Linked DNA regions of Macaca mulatta: region 2 is linked to region 1. The links are chromatin contacts, called in public Micro-C maps. All regions are on one chromosome and are shown on one strand. The core of a region is the stretch at or near the end of the contact, and the rest is flanking DNA. Distances in the headings are between cores, read along the strand shown.

Evidence for each region. Hi-C and Micro-C count contacts between places; a contact is called where the count stands out from the background.
Region 2: a contact with region 1 is called in a Micro-C map of CD4 T cells, with 8 times the contacts expected there. The contact joins the promoter of CD48 here to the enhancer-like site in region 1. A contact is called at or near these places in 5 of 14 Hi-C or Micro-C datasets (CD4 T cells, blood, cortical neurons and 1 more).

The regions. Positions count from the first base shown.
Region 1 is chr1:106,084,161-106,087,841 of T2T-MMU8v2.0, reverse strand. No RefSeq gene overlaps it. Among named protein-coding and RNA genes, the nearest start is that of LY9, 19 kb to the right of the region's middle. Within about 2 kb of position 1,686, at least 8 of the 40 cell types and tissues checked have an H3K27ac peak or open chromatin away from gene starts, as enhancers often do. A contact at or near this core is called in CD4 T cells, where this site is marked.
Region 2 is chr1:106,135,894-106,139,574 of T2T-MMU8v2.0, reverse strand. CD48 (CD48 molecule) reads right to left here and starts at 1,897. Exons shown (of 4, transcript XM_077940393.1): 1 at 1,716-1,897.

The sequences.
Region 1 (3,681 bases), core at 437-2,936:
CCCCAGAAGGGACAATCCTGGAGCTGAGTTAGTCTGGGAAGAAAGCAAACAAGATGAGGACAGGGAGAGATGAAAGTGAGGCCCGGAGGCTAACCACTAAGATCTAAACTTCAAAGATGGGCAGACAGCAAGGCAAGTGGTTGAGTGGTTGAGGCAGTTAAGAGGAGACAGTAGTGTGGATCATGGCTCCACTTTAGGGCTGAGGCTACCTAAAGTTTTTGATTTGCTCTTCTATGCATACCACCTCCATTTCAAACAAGACAGAATAAAAAACCAGGGGTGAGCTGGCTTAGGGCACCAGGAAAACAAAATGAAAGGATGTTTAATTAAAAAGGGGAAAAATAAGAGAAAGCCCATGCTACCCACAGTGGTTAGTCACTAATCTGTTTTACTTTCACCACCCTGAAAACTTGGAGAGGAGAGAGAAAGAGACACAGAGAGGGAGAGAGAGACACACAGAGAGAGAGAGAACAGAAAAGCAACTCTGAACATCATACATCTTCTCCTAGTCCTATGACCATGAGCAAAATGCTTAGCTTCTTGGAACCTCAGTTTTCTCTTCTATAAAATGTGAAAGATACTTCCTACCTCACAGGGTTGTAGTGAGATTGAAGGTAAAGATAATCATACACATAAAGTGTTCAGCAGAGTATAACATCATAGTCCTTCGACAGAAGTTACTTCATCATAAAGAGACTACTGGCGTGAACCCAGGAGGCGGAGCTTGCAGTGAGCTGAGATGGCACCACTGCACTCCAACCTGGGTGATGGCGCGAGACTGCGTCTCAAAAAAAAAAGACAGACTACTGGCTAATTATGTAGATTCCATTCAGAACTGAGCCTCTAGAACTTTAAGTATAAAGAGTAACTGAAGACCTGAGAATAGCAGTTAATCATATCATTATAAAGTTGAGGCATGTGATAAGAGGCAGCTGACCAGTGCTCACAGAACAAGCAAACTAGCAAACACTCCCTTCTGTGTCATTCACTCATTCACACCACCCTTACAGAAGGCTTGTCAGCTATAAGCCTCCAAGCTGTTCCTCCCCTCACTCCTCTGGTGCTCTTTCTAGCTCCTCCTCTTCGCTGTGTTCTCCATGTTCCCTCCCAGTCACTTGCAAGCTGGGACCTGTGCATCTCCCCAGGAGCAGAAGCAAGCCCTGCTGAGTCAGGCTGCTAAACGGACTTTGTGGTTCTGGAGGTGCTGCAGGCCCAACTGCCCTGTGGGTGCAACTCTGCTGTGTCTCCTCCTGGGCAGTTAGGGACCCACCACAATCCCTCTGATTGCCCGGCCCTGTTGAGAGCCTGTTCCCTGCTCCCATCTCACTTGGCCCCAGTGAATTTCATTCATTTCCTGTTTTGCCCGGTCCCTGGATCTGTCTGATATCTACTGGTCAAGCCCTGGTCTGACTTCTTACCCAGCCTCATACCCTCCAATCCGGACAGCCTCCTCACCACTATGACAACCGTAGGGTCTGGAAGGCCCCATGGGAATGTAGGCTTCATAAGAGTAGGGAATTTTTGTCTGTTTCCTTCACTTTCTCTTCCCAGAGCTAAATCAGTCCCAAACGTCCATTTAAAGCTTACACACAGAATTTTGGAGCTGGAAGAGACTCTAAGGATCATGTAGTCCAACTCCCTCATCTCAGAGAGAGAAAGTGAAAGCAAGGTCCCAATGAAGGCTGGTGGTAACAGGATCCTCCAAGCCACACAGCAAGCCCTGGGTTAGCTCACTGCTGCCTCCTCATGGCTCAGCTGGAAAACCATGCACAAATTCAGCTGTTTTACTCGTCTGTTTTTTGTTTTGTTGTCTGTTTTCCAATAAAATATAGAACCTTATGAAAATACCTGCACACTAAGCTTCATGAACACTGAGGAAAACACATAGTATTTCCTCTTCTTCTTCTTCTTCCTCTTTTTTGAGACGGAGTCTCACTCTGTTGCCCAGGCAGGAGTGCAGTGGTGCAGTCTTGGCTCACTGCAACCTCCGTCTCCTAGGTTCAAGCAACTCTCCTCCCTTACCTCCCGAGTAGCTGAGTAGCTGGGATTACAGGTGTGCCCCGTGACACACAGCTAAATTTTATATTTTTAGTAGAAATGGGATTTCACCATGTTGGCCACGCTGGTCTCAAACTTCTGACCTCAGGTGATCCACCTGCCTCGGCCTCCCAAAGTGCTGGTATTACAGGTGTGAGTCACCACACCTGGCCTTATACACAGTATTTCTGTAGAGTAAAACTGTTGAATGGAATCTGCTTCTTAAAGTCTTCTAAGGGAAGAATATTGAGGTAACACAATCTGAATGAGAGTCTAAAAAGAATACAAGGAAAAGAATAGCTCAGAAGGCAAAATATAAGGCTGTATGAATCGAAAGGAAATAGTTACCCCTGAATTTTGTCTCCATTTTTGAATTTCCTTATTGCTTCAAAATTTAAAATAAATATCAGCAGGGATATGAACTCTCCCTAGCCAAACTCAGAACTGTGGGATAGGCAAACAGAAATGGATAGGTTGCTTCTCTCAAAGGGACTTTCATTCGTTCACTCGGTTTTGTTTGTTTGTTTGTTTGTTTGTTTGTTTGTTTTTACACTCACTTGCTCTGTAAGACAAAGTAGCAAACATAAGAGGCCATGTTTGCTCATTCAGCTGCCAGCAGAATTTCACAAAGCCCCTGACTCAGTGACAGAGGACAGCCCTTCGGAAGGATGCCCTGAAGATGATAAAGACGGAGCCCAGGTTACCACATCTCTTGCCTAAATCACTGCATTTTTAGAAAAGATAAATTCAATGATCCTGGCCTTTGTCTTTTTTCTTTACATAAGACAAAGGCTGACAGGATTAATCATTATGCCTCTGCAATCTATAACTAGATGGACCCTTGCACCCAAACTTTGGTGAAATTTTGCTCTTACATAACTTTTGAGCACAGGCAGAATGTCTGTCACCTTATGTATAAGCTGTAGGCTTAAACACTGCTTTGGAGCAGTCTAACAGAAACTCTCTGAAAGACTCTCCCGGGTTGCCATCCTCAGTAAGAGTAAATAAAACTAACTTTAATTCTTTAAAAACTTGGCTTTTCTTTAGTTGACAAGTGTCTCAGCAAGTATTTAGTGAGCACCAACTATGTGCTATGGCAGGGATGGATAAAGCATGACCCCTAACTTCAAAGAGCTCACAACTGATGGAAACACAAACGGGTCAAGAAGCAGCTTGACACAGATTGAGCCAGATGGAGAAAGGTCAGTGAGTCCCCTCGGGGAGAAAGAAAAGCAAGGTGACAGCACAGAGACATGTGTAGTGACTGTGGGGCTTCAATGGCTCTACTTCGGGGTGTGGAGACAGTGGGTAAAACTACAAAGATGGCAGAATGTAGCAATCTGTTTACTTTTCGGCTAAGGAAAATGAAGGGGGCTTTTCCAACAACTTGTTTTTGCATAGTCTGAATTGTCAACTTACTCTTTCATAGGGTGGTAATCTATCTGCTCCTGAGGGTCATTAGTCATTTCCTCCTCTTTCTACCTGTTCTCACCTCCTCCTGTCACACAGCAAGGGCATCTGGCAGCACCCAAGCAGGCAGGAAGCCTTCAGATACATACAGTTCATACTTCACACCTAAAACAATTTCCAGTAGACACCCACTTCCCTGGCTTTTTGTGGGTAAGCGGCAGGATTTGAGCTCTT
Region 2 (3,681 bases), core at 648-3,147, 52 kb before region 1:
CCCTTAGGAGGATTTCTCAATCTCTCTGAAAGACAGTATTCTCATCTGAAAAATGTAGATAATAATAGCCACCTCACTATTTTCTAATGAAAGTTAAATGAAAAAGTATACAAAATGCCTAGCACAATGTCTGACACCCAGTAAGTGCTTAATTTGTATTTTACTAACCTAGGTTATAGAAATAGATAACCTGGCCGGGCGCGGTGGCTCAAGCCTGTAATCCCAGCACTTTGGGAGGCCGAGACGGGCGGATCACGAGGTCAGGAGATCGAAACCATCCTGGCTAACACGGTGAAACCCCGTCTCTATTAAGAAATACAAAAAACTAGCCGGGCGAGGTGGCGGGCGCCTGTAGTCCCAGCTACTCGGGAGGCTGAGGCCGGAGAATGGCGTGAACCCGGGAGGCGGAGCTTGCAGTGAGCTGAGATCCGGCCACTGCACCCCAGCCTGGGCGACAGAGCGAGACTCCGTCTCAAAAAAAAAAAAAAAAAGAAATAGATAACCTAACCTCATCAAAACCAGTATTATCCATTCAAAGGATAACACAATCAGGTGTGGTCTGCATGTTTCAAAGAAGAATACACAACCAAGATGAAGCCTAGAAAAGAAGTCAGAGAACGACCAACTGTCAGGATGTTTTCAGTATGCCAAGAGAAAGTCCTGAAATATTCCAGTTCTCATTGGCAACCCTGTTTTTCCCAATAGTTAGATGAATACTTCACGTCCGTCCCAACTCCCAAGGCCATACCAATGTCCTATGCATTGAGTCAGGTCCACAGAACCCATACAGCTGTAGACTCACACAGTCATGAACCAAAGGACTCTACCTGAGAGGCAGAGCATGTGAGAGACCTATCCTCCACACATTCTCCCTCACCTCCCTAAAAGTTACAAACTATCATCATTTTATGCCACGGTGTAACTACCGCATGTTTGTTTCTTTTTTACTGTTATCCTCGGAGTGGTGAGCATTAAAGCCCTTTAAATTAAAAAGACTTGAGTATTTACTTGGGGGAATAGCAAGAAAGTCAAAGGCTTCACTGCTGCTTCTCAGCTGCATAAGAAGGATGGATGAAGAAAGAGGGTGAGGCAGCTCTAACAGAAGAAGGAAAGTTAGCTCAGCCCTTGGGCACATGACGGGGACCGAACAGGCTGTGGCAGAGGAATGGACCTTAACTCTTAGTAATCAGATGCGTTAAGGTTCCCTTGTTGCTGACGCACTTCCAGCCTCTTCTCAGACCCTCATTTGGAGACCCCAGACAGCAATCCTTTCCAAGCTTTTCTTCCTACAATTTTGATCTATCTTTTCTTTGGGTAAATGACAATGTCATTTACCTTGGCTCAGGACACAACACCTCACATATACAGAGGTCTCAAAGAATGCCTAATGAAGTACAATGTGTCAGAGCATAAAATACGGCAGCTGTCAGTGTAGAGCTTCTTCTTATTCAAAATGAAAAAACACTTTTCCACAACTTCATGGACCACCAGCCAAGGGACAAAATATGAGAAGCCTACTTCTCCTTCTCCCCAGGGTCCTGTTTTGGTTACATCCCCTTGGGAAAGGAGATGAAGCTCAATTCTTCAGTGCTAAGAAAGGTTCCCCAACCATGCCATGGCCATGGTATTGGAATGGAAATATCTGCTTTCCAGATACCAGATCCGGCTTCTAGGGTTGAACTACATCCCATCTCCCCTTTCCCAACTGACCATACCTTCAGTGCACAATCACAGGCAGACGGTTGGTAGAAAGTACCTTGAATGCTGATCGCCAGGAGTGACAGAGACAGCAGTAGCAATTCCAGAGCCAGACACCGATTCCAACCTCTGGAGCCCATGCTTCCTTCCAGAACTTCCCAGCAACGCAGGAGACAGTTGAGAGCCTGGCTAGAAAGAGGCCAGGGCTAAAAAGGGAACTTACCAAATAGGGTTAGAGAAAAAAAAACACTGAGCTTTTCTCTCCACCCAGCACACTTGTGTGGGGCCCCAGAAACCAGAAACAGGAGGCCTTGTAAATTTTTTTATCTAAGAGCATCACGGAAACTGAGAACAATTTTGTTTGAATGTACATGAGTGCTTTTTTGTAGGGAGAAGATTCATAGCTTCTACTGGACTCTCAGTGGGGACAGTACTCAGAAAAGATTAAGAGACCCTGATAGAGAATATCTGCTTTTTGTTCCCAGGAAAGAATCACTCTGATTAATTCAGGGGCTAAGACATAGGAGGTGCCCAGTCAAGCCTGGTTAGGTGTCACTCAGAGCAGGTAGTCTGGGAAATCAGACCCACATAGCCTTAGTGCTGCATCTCTTACCCCCAGCACCACCCTCTACTCTTCTTCCTTTATGATAATTCACCATTTGAAGCTTGACATCAGCCTATCCACTGAACATTAGAAGAAAAGTAAGATTACTTGGCCCAAAAGAATGGATTTCCCACCCCTGTGGTCTGTATTAGTCTGTTTTCACACTGCTAATAAAGACATACTCCAGACTGGGTAATTTATAAAGGAAAGAGGGGGTTTGTTTTGTTTGTTTTGTCTTGTTTTTTTGAGACACAGCCTCACTCTGTAGCCCAGACTGGAGTGCAGCAGTGCAATCTCGGCTCACTGCAACCTTCACCTGCTGGGTTCAAGCAACTCTCCTGCCTCAGCCTCCTACACAGCTGGGATTACAGGCAAGCACCACTATGCCCAGCTAATTTTTGTATTTTTAGTAGGGTTTCACCATGTTGGCCCAGCTGGTCTTGAACTCAAGTGATCCACCTGCTTCAGCCTCCCAAAGTGCTGTGATTACAGGCATGAGCCTGTGCCTGGCCAGGAAAGAGGTTAAATTGACTTATAGTTCAGCATAGCTTGGGAAGCCTCAGGAAACCTACAATCATGGTGCAAGAGGAAGCCAATACATCCTTCCTCACATGGTAGCAGGAAAGAGAAGAACTGAGCAACAATGGGGAAAGCCCCTTCCTTGTAGAGCCATCAGATCTAGTGAGAACTCACTATTACGAGAACCTCGCGATGGTAACTGCTCCTGTGATTAGCTTACTTCCCACTGGGTCACTCCCTAGACATGTGAGGATTATGGGAACTACAATTCAAGATGAGATTTGGATGGAGACACAGCCAAATCATATCTTGGTCTAGGACATTTCAAGCCCATTCCTATTGAATTTAAATTAGTTATTTGCCCACCCAGGACCCATAGGCAAGCCACAGTTCCTGATATAACATATTTGTAATCATTTTTTTTAATTGGGGATATTTCTGATTCTCAACATGGAGATGAACAATAAAATGTCTGCTCTCCTCAATCCTCACACTGGAAGGACATTATGTTAAGTGAAATAAGTCAGGCACATAAAGATAAATACCACCTGTTCCCAATCATATATGGAAGCTTAAAAATGAGCTCATAGAAGTAGAGAGTAAAATTGTGGTTATCAGAGGCTGGGAAAGTACTGGGGGAAAACCCCACCCCTGATATTTAACATGGGTTCTTTTCTATTTCCCTAAGCATCTCGGCTGGTTTGAGAAATAAAGGGAAAGAGTACATGAGAGAGAAATTTTAAACTGGGTGTCCGGGGGAGACATCACATGTCGGCAGTTTCCATGATGTTCCCCGAGCCATAAAACCAGTAAGTTTTTATTAGCGATTTTCAAAAGGGGAGGGAGTGCTCGAATGGGGT